Linked DNA regions of Zea mays: all the other regions are linked to region 3. Evidence: chromatin contacts called from public Hi-C data. All regions are on one chromosome and are shown on one strand. Each heading gives the region's core, a stretch centred on a gene start, on an enhancer-like site or on the middle of the called end of the contact. The rest is flanking DNA. Distances are from core to core; before and after follow the strand shown.

Region 1 (3,129 bases), core at 118-2,617, 290 kb after region 3:
TCTGTCTCCTCTCTACTAGACACGTTAGCACATTGCTACACCCCCCATTGTACACCTGGGCCCTCTCCTTACGTCTATAAAAGGAAGGCCCAGGGCTCCCGTACGAGAGGGTGGCCGCGCGGGAGAACGGGCTGGCGGACAGTCTCTCTCTCTCCCTCGCGAACGCTTGTAACCCCCTACTGCAAGCGCATCCGTCCTGGGCGCAGGACAACACGAAGGCCGCGGTTTCCCCTTGCTGTTTTCCCCCCTTTGTGTTCCGTCTCGCGCCGACCCATCTGGGCTGGGACACGCAGCGGCAATTTACTCGTCGGTCCAGGGACCCCATGGGGTCGAAACGCCGACAGGTTGGTTGCTAAAAGTGTCTTCGCCTCCCCTCATTCATTTCGCCTTCATTTTTGCAGGTCTATTTGCATCCGCTACAAATAGGGCTGGGCAAAAAAAATGTAACCCGATAACCGAACTCGAACCCGAATTACCCAGAATCCGATATTTATTTGGGAAATTTGGATACTAGCTATAAAAAACCGAAGTCATTTTGGTTAATTTGGGTACCCGAACTTCCCAAACCTCAACGGTTCAGCCCAGTACGGGCGGCACCGCGGCAGTGCCCCACGGCCCGTTAGCCTGTTTATGTATTATGTTTGTCTTTGCTGTTTTATCCAACTGAACCGCCGAAGCCAGCATCCACCCGACGCCCGTGAGTTTTTTATTGTTCTCGCTCATGATGTGTTTTACCCAATAGTATATATACGAATAAAGTTGCTGAGAAACAGATTTGTCATTTCTTATCAAGAAAGCATTCATGTAGAGAAACACTTTCTGTCGTTATATAGACTGCCATTATTATGAGGGAAAAACACATTCTTACAAGACAAATAATCATCGAAGGTTTTCTCCAGCACTTGCTCAATCGACGTATTATTTGGGCCAACTGCATGATTGGAAGAATTTTCGGGTACTTCGGGAATACCCGATATCCGAATCCGATTTTTCGGTACCCGATTTTTCGAGTTGTATGAAACCCGATGTGATTTCGGGTAACAATTCTTATAGCCCGAAATTTAAATAAATTTCATGCAAAGGAGATTTTCATCGCTAATCCGGGAGAACCGAATTGGCTCTTCTCACTGGGCAAGTCAAGCCTCGCCTGGCTAAGCAAGGCCAAGCAAAAGCTGGTCGCACATCTCATGGATCACGTGACCCACCTGGCCATCGGCATCGCCGAGCGACCGAATGACGGAGCACTGGACAGTCTGGACAGGACCTCCAATTGTTGGTAAAGTATGTGCTGCGCCTGCGCTGGCCAATTTCTTGGAGCCCAGCCGTGACGTGAGAAATGATTCCAACGACAAAGCTAGTCACATCATGAGAAAGAGTGAGGGTTCTCATCAAATACTCTACCGCCTGCAGGTGCAGAAGATTGGAACAAGGATAGCCTTTCTTCCTGTGCAGCCACTCCAGTGCACGCCGCCGCAGCTTGCTACACGTGCCGGGCAAGGGCAATGGATTCCAGCAGCAGAGTGATCGCCTTCGATTGCAGCTCCTTCAAACTCTACATGGACGGCCAAGTCGAGCGTGCGGCCCAACGCATGGAAACCGTGCCCGCCGGCTTCGACGCGGACACGGGCGTGGCATCCAAAGACGTCGTCATCGACGTCGCCACCGGCGCCACCGTGCGGCTCTACCTACCACCAGTCCAGGGAGCCACGACGAAGCTCCCAGTCGTCGTCTTCTTCCATGGCGGCTACTTCATCGTCGGCTCAGCCCGCGAGCCTATGTACCATCGCTATGTCAACTCGCTGGTCGCCAGAGCACGCGTCGTCGCTGTCTCCGCCGACTACCGCCTCGCGCCAGAGCACCCGCTCCCGGCAGCCTACGACGACTCCTGGGCCGCGCTCAAGTGGGCGGTCTCCGGCGCGGACCAGTGGCTGTCCGACCACGGCGACCTCGGCCGCGTCTTCCTGGTCGGCATCAGCGCCGGCGGTAACATTGCCCACAACATGGCCATCTCTGTGGGCGTGAGCGGCTTGCCGGCCGCTGAACCACCGCGCATAGAAGGCGTGATCCTGCTCCACCCTTCCTTTTCCGGCGAACAGAAGATGGATGTAGAAGAAGAGGAGTTCTGGCGATCTAACAATAGCAGGTGGGCGGTCATCTTCCCGGGCGCGACCGGCGGGGCGGACGATCCAAGGATTAACCCGATGGCGGACGGCGCGCCGAGCCTGGAGAAGCTAGTGGGTGAAAGGCTGCTCGTCTGCACGGCGTCTTTGGACCCGAGGGCGCCGAGGGGGCCCGGATACTGCGAGGCCGTACGGGCCAGCGGGTGGCGCGGGAAGGTGGAGTGGTTCGAGACGGAAGGTGAGGACCACGGTTTCTTCGTCCTCAACCCCGGCAGCCACAAGGCGGTTGAGGTCATGGATCGAGTGGTTGCTTTCCTTGCGGACCAGTGATGACCTCCTCAGGGCACAGCAAGGTCTAGCAGCTCGCCGCAAAACCGGACGTCCTAGCTACGGCGCAGCCGTTCTCAGGCGATTGTTTACTGTCTGTACTCCCAAGAGTGTCCTAGATGAGTTATTGGAATAAACACTACAGTCAATTCAAACCATTCAGAGATGTGGGATATGGATATTTGGTTATGTTGTGGTGCAATTATAAACATCAAGTCAATAACTTTGTTTACCTGTGAAAAGCATTAAACTGCTTATAAAATTTGTTAATTGGGCGCGGAGAATGAGCTTAGCTACCAAGCTATGACAATAAACATGGTATCATGGACATGAATCTACAGACAGCTGCAGAGAGCAAACAGATGGACATGAATCCACAGAGCAAACTTCTTATTTGGACCGCAATACCATCTCCAAAACAGATACTGTTGTTTGTATCGTGGTCCAAACAAATAAGTATGAAACTGAAGAGAGTATCAGATTGAAAGATGAAAAGTAGGAGGGAATAGAATCAACCGTTGGTTCTCAGGCACAAGTTTGAGTCACACTGCCCATATTGTTTCAAAGGACCAGTCAAGATGTATGTCGAAACTAACTTATCAAATGGTAACCATAACTCACTGAAATTAGCACAAGAAATTTGCACAACCATCAGCAGCGTACAAATCCACCTTGCATATGT
Region 2 (3,176 bases), core at 279-2,778, 270 kb after region 3:
CGCCTATTTCCTTTAGAAGGATGTGGAACTCTCTCAGAGCTCCACCCTTTATGGCACCCTAACACTGATGCACGGTGGCGCGGATAGTTCGGCGTCCCAGGACTATGAAACACGTCTGACCTGATGACTGATGCTCCAAGTCCTTTGTTCATCAACCCCACACCACCAATCACGAAACTTGGAGAAAACGTGGCTCCATGGAACCCAGGGCTACCGAGGTCAAGTGAGGCCGGCCGCTGTTTCGACCCCTTCCTACCATGCAAAAGAACAGCAGCATCCGTCCGGTACCGCTGTTTGTGGCATTCTGTCAAACAACATACATGCAAGCATACAAAATTAGGAACCCCGCACAACCCAATCTAATGCAAGACTCAAAATTAATACAGTACCTGGGGTGGCACGGAATGCCGGATTCTTGGCTGGTTCTTGTATCTGAGCCCACTCCTCTTCCTTCACCCCGTACAGCGCCTCTTCCGCTTCGTCGTCCTGCCGCTCGGTAAAGGCTGCAGAAGCTTAACAACACAAGCTCGTTTTAAAGGGTGGTCAGGTTGCTCTCAGACCGACGGAGACACTAGTAAGAATCCAAAGTGTGAGCTGGTTACAGCGTTGTGCAGTTGTGCTTACCACTGGAGGTGGAAGTGGCCAACCCATCTGTCTCCAGATCTGTGTCTGGGTCACCATCTGGGCGCACGAACCCGGCCAAAGGCTGCAGGCAACCATCATCATAGCCTCAGTGATTAAAAGTAGATCTCAGAGAAAGGAAGAAAGGTGAAGAGAATCCAATGGCGCTCATTTTCTCTTGTCTGAGGGGAAAAAAAGCAGCCTCCTTTTTGTTGCTATAAGGATCTAGGATGGTGATCATGATGTCTATAGCTCAAGTCAAGAAACTTTGGGACCCTCCTACTTTTGTCTACTTCGCTGATAACACATTCTTGCTGTACCATTCGCTCGCTGTGAAAGGGTTGCGGTCACCTGATCAGAGACGCTGAGACAGGCCATAGGTAACCTAGATCGGCATGGCGCCATGATGCTACTAGTGAAGAACTAAATCTTTTCCATCTGCGACCACGTCCAAGTGCTGAAAATTCAATCTTTTCACCCCAAAAGGTGAATGCCAGCTCAAAAATGTTTCCATTCCTCATAGCGTTCGATACCAAGCAAAAAGTAGATTCGTCCATGGGCCATCTAATTGAAAGCATCAGAAAGAGAGGGCAAGAAGCTCAGCAAAGAAGGACCAGGAGACCAGGACCAACCGAGTCGCAGCCGAAGGAATCGCAGCAGCTGCTCCCGCCGCCGCCCGTGGAGCTCGGCGAGTAGCCGTCGTCCACCTCCGCTCCCCACCTCCGCCGCCCCCGCCGCATTGGCTTTTCCGGCGCCGAAACCACCGCCTCTTCTTCCTCCACCACCACGCCGCGAAACGAAAGCCAGGAAGCCCCGCCGCCACCCCGCATTCTCCCGGAAATAAAACTGAAAATCTATTAGCCGCTGAACTCGCTCAATCGCCTTCGCCAGCGCATGATAAGCGGCGGGTGTGGCAGCGGGGGCAGCATGAGTTGTTGCCGTTTAATAGAGGTCGCTGTGGCGGACTGCGACGTGGAGGCAGGAACGGCATCTCGAGGAGGGTGACTGACACAAGGTGCGGTGAGCCGGTGAGGTGAGGTGAACTGAGCATCAAGAATGTCGCGTGATGATGCGCTCGACTGATAGCTTCCGGATTATTTTTTGTGATGGTTCGCCTGGACCTGGACCTGGAGCGGCGCGGCGCCCACGTCCGTGCCGGTGCCGTTGCTGGTGTGCAGTGGCCATGATGATTTGACCTGTTGCGTTGCTTCGGAGTTAGGACAAGTTTTATTTTTGTTTTGCGTGAACGGTGATCTTCCTATGGTACGTGTTTTGTCGGGAGAAAAAGAATTATGAGGCGCAGTTAAACTTACAGACCATTAAAACAGTGATAAACAATTTGGTGCAAACTATAACAGCACGAAAAAAAAACCTAGGAGAGGCCCTCCACCTTATAGGGTGTTTGAATACACTATAACTAATAATTATTTAGCTAAAAATTGTTAATAAAATTAGCTGGCTAACAAATAATTATCTAACTATTAACTAATTTACCAAAAATAGCTAATAGCTGAACTAAATATCTAATATACCTGGCCTCAGATAATTCAAATGACCACACCTTGGAGTCGAGGGTGTCCGAGGCCTGGGGGATAGGAGCTCCTACATTGACTAAGTATGGAGTGGAGGCATTCACAAGTTAAAGGAATATAGTTGGCTCCTTGCTATGGGCATTGATGCCCCAAGAGCACGATCTCATGTTCAAGTTCTACTTAGGATGGTCTCATGGTACTTCGGATAATTAAGGTTTTCATACACCACATTAAATGTGATGTATGGTCTGATAGATACACTCTTGCCAAGACTTAAGCAGTAAGTGTAGTCAAGATCATATTCAATATGTGCCATCAATCCTACAGCCACATGTTGGCACGCTAGTGTAACAGGAAAATATTATAAAGTACAAAATACTAAATTAATTACCAACTATGCCATAACAATGTGGACTTTATTACCATTAATTGACATAACATACCTGCCCCTGCGACAGATATGTTTGCCACTATAGGATGACATCTTCAATAATGTGGCATGACTTAAGGTATGGCTTTATGTATGACTCCACGACCAGGATAAGATTAGGATTGTTGGATTGTAGCTAACAGGGAACCATAGTCCAACCGATATGTAATCCTCTCCCTTCTCTTATACTATGAAAGAGAGGTGTAGAGCAACATAAACAAGGCTTGGAATAGAATTGATTCCAGACCTCAGGATCAGAAATCTTCTAAAGGCAGACATAAATGTGAACTAGGGACTCTTAGTTTAGAACTCTCATCAAAACCAAGCAAGGAAGATATAGGAGGTCATAACACTTTGATACTTGAACTTGTAATCTTCTTCAACTTTGTGTTCATCAATCTATCACACACAAGAGGATACAGTGTATTACGCACCATGTGGTCTGAATCTCTCTAAACAACCCTCATGTAGGCACCTAGTTACACACAGGTTCAACATAGAGCTAGCATATGCCCCTGCTGCTATTTATTATATTTTTCAGATTTTGGATACCTTCTATACCCTGGTGTCGTACCACGACTATATAGTTACTT
Region 3 (2,775 bases), core at 158-2,657:
CAAAGTTTTTCTCTGTAAAGAGAGTGCCAGCTTGGTCCCGCTCTGGCTGATTGGTCTCAACCAAAGTTTTTCCCAAACACCTTGATGTATTGAATACTGTTGTATTCGAAAACTGAAGCATTGTAAACTGTAGTAATGTCATGACTAAAGTATACTTTAGTATTTGAAAAACTGCAGTTTGAAAAAACTGTGTTCCCAAACAGGGCCTTAGATCAGGTAGAGAAAAAAAAAAACTCCTGTAATCACATCCGTGAAGTCGTCTATCTAAATCACGATCGTACCCACAGGTGTAATTTCAGACCCGCACCGGCACCCTAATCTTCAAGTGTTATCGCAGGTCATTCCTCTTCAGCTAGCTCTGAAACGACAAGCATGCTTTGCGTGGGAAAGGAATTAAAGGGTGGTAGAGATGTGTCATGACTGACGCACTCCTTCCTACGAACCGTGACACGCTCACACGCATATACTCCTTGGAAGACGGTACGGTAGCTGCCTGGAAGGCTCGCTCGTCGACCACATAACATAGCTTAATTTATCGAGCACAGACGAAAACAACAACATGCTTCAGAACTAACAGATCATAGAGCAGAGAACGATCATCTAGCTAGCTAGCTGATTAATTTAATACGGAAACCAAGTGTATGTGTTTTGCAATCACTAAACGACGACGACAGGTGATATATTGCATCGATCGTAGTAGAAGAGATGATGGCCGGAGCGGCGGCGTAGTGTACTCACGTAGGTGTTGAGCTGGCGGACGAAGGAGGAGAAGTTGCAGTGCTTGAAGTGGAGCGGGAGGAGGTCGCGCGCCAGCTCCACGGGCTTCCACACCACGAAGGAGCGGCCCTGCTCCGCCCACGAGATCACCTCGTCCGTGCCCCGCTCCTCCACCATCTGGTGCGTCTTGGTCAGGAACGGCGCCGGCCCGCCGCCCCTCTTCGACGCCGCCACGGCCGCGGCCGCTTCTCCCATCCCTCGCCGCCGGCTATGTATATAGCTCGATCGGCACGATTGGCTCTGCTTGCACGCGAACCTCACTCACCTTTGTATGTATGTATGTGTTGTATAGGCTACTAACTAGCTAGTAACTGATGACTTGTGTGTTGTTGTGTGTACGGCTGAGCTACCTAAGGGAATGAAAGAAAGAAGGTTGGTAGCTTGCTAGTAGGAGTCTGCGGCGGCGACGGCGGCCGAGAAGAGAAGGAGGGCGGTGAGGAACTCCCAGCCCCAGACGTAGAACCCGGTGACGACCGCCCTCCGCCCGCACCCGCCCGCCTCTACTCCCATGTAAGCGCCTGCGCCTGCGCCGCCGCTCGGCCGGCACGATCGGTCTGGTGCTTCCAGCTGCGTGTGGGCTCCCGGCCGGCTAGCTCTCCGCCCTGGCGTCGCGAGAGGCGCTCATCGCCTCGATCCGCCGATTTAAAGGGCGGGCTTTATCGGGGTCGGGGCCGGGGTAGCTGGACAGGACAGGAGGAGGACGGAAGTGAGGGGCTTCTCTTCACGCGCGATCGAGGGCGGCACAGGCGAGAGACCAGCGCGGTGGTTGCTTTCGGCGTTGGGCTTCTTGCTTTCTGAGTGTAGGTAGGAGTCTGTCTGGTACTGGCCACGCGCGGGTAGCGTGATGACCTCCGTCTGCTTCTTCGCGCGGGTACGTATGCTCAGCAGTCAGCTCGCCCACCCCTTTCAGCCGCTCTTCCTTGCAGCCGGCCCGCGGCCGGTCCAAATAAGAAGCTTCCACCGCTTTGTCGTCCAATATCCAGGAGCCGTGAGCCGAGCCGAGTCAAAGCGCCCGAAAATTCGTCGCTCGCCCAAGCGGGGCCCGCCGCTCCTGGCTGGCTGGCTGGCTCCCACGCACAGGAGGGAGGAGGGCCCGGCCCGTCTCGACCGCGCCAGGACGAACCGACTGTCCTTTGGATCCTCCTCGGCACCGGAATGCCTCGTCACCACCTGTGACGCTGGCGGGCGCCTGCCTCGCCGTCGCCGGGAGAGAAAGTAAACCACCCAAAGGCGCGTGGAAAATGCGCGCGCGAGCGCGGACTTGTGCTCGGAGCGCTCGTCGCACTCCACTGCGGTGCGGCACACCCCCGATTTGTCCACATCTCGCTTCCGCGGACCCCGAAGAAGCCGCGCCCGCCTGCGCGTGAGTGCTCTCACTGATGACTGATCCCTTCCCTTTCCCTACACGTACGCGCAACAGCCGCGCCAGCCAAACTTCGCTGCGGCAAATTTAAAACTCTTGGACTTTGAAAACGAAAAGTGAAAAAAAAAAGGAAACTAGCTACCGTGTGTGCAAGCCGTCGATATCGATGATGCTTGCAGTCAGATCGAATAATAAGCTGACGTACTAGCTACTTTGAATTATCGTAACTTATCACTAACTTCTAGTAGTTACTTTCATCAGCCGTTGATTTCATTTCTTCTCCGTGCCAAAACAAAAACAGATTCGAGGTAGGTGCGAACAAGATGGCTGGCTACCACGATCATTAAAGCTTGGACTTTTTCGTCGATCGGCACACGAAACGGCGCCGGGAAAGTGAAATCATCGGCCGGGCCGAGCTTGACACGCACACGCAGCCCCGGCCGGCGCGTCGACCATGCCGTCACACTGACGACGCGGATTGTACTACTGTATTTATACTAGGCGGACTTGATGTCTAATTTCATCTAGCTGTCTTTAACTACTAGTGCGCAATTAACTTTCTCTTAACTCAAATTACTTAGTAGTAATGGTCTTTGAACCCTCAACCCGTCTATATATATTGGAGGTTTATGTAT

What was found. A called contact is a pair of places that touch in the nucleus more often than the background predicts.
Region 1: a Hi-C map of endosperm shows a contact between it and region 3, with 4 times the contacts expected there. The contact joins the promoter of LOC100382162 here to the promoter of LOC100283948 in region 3. A contact is called at or near these places in 2 of 25 Hi-C or Micro-C datasets (endosperm and tassel).
Region 2: a Hi-C map of tassel shows a contact between it and region 3, with 2.8 times the contacts expected there. The contact joins the promoter of LOC100383499 here to the promoter of LOC100283948 in region 3. A contact is called at or near these places in 3 of 25 Hi-C or Micro-C datasets (bundle sheath, endosperm and tassel).

The regions. Positions count from the first base shown.
Region 1 is chr7:130,883,866-130,886,994 of Zm-B73-REFERENCE-NAM-5.0, reverse strand. LOC100382162 reads left to right here and starts at 1,367. Exons shown (of 1, transcript NM_001365473.1): 1 at 1,367-2,685. The coding sequence starts at 1,503. The coding sequence ends at 2,450.
Region 2 is chr7:130,904,018-130,907,193 of Zm-B73-REFERENCE-NAM-5.0, reverse strand. LOC100383499 (Remorin family protein) reads right to left here and starts at 1,528. Exons shown (of 8, transcript NM_001176147.1): 1 at 1,254-1,528; 2 at 625-706; 3 at 390-503; 4 at 1-304. The coding sequence starts at 1,451.
Region 3 is chr7:131,177,829-131,180,603 of Zm-B73-REFERENCE-NAM-5.0, reverse strand. It overlaps LOC100283948, which reads right to left and starts at 1,407. Exons shown (of 2, transcript NM_001371965.1): 1 at 739-1,407. The coding sequence starts at 972.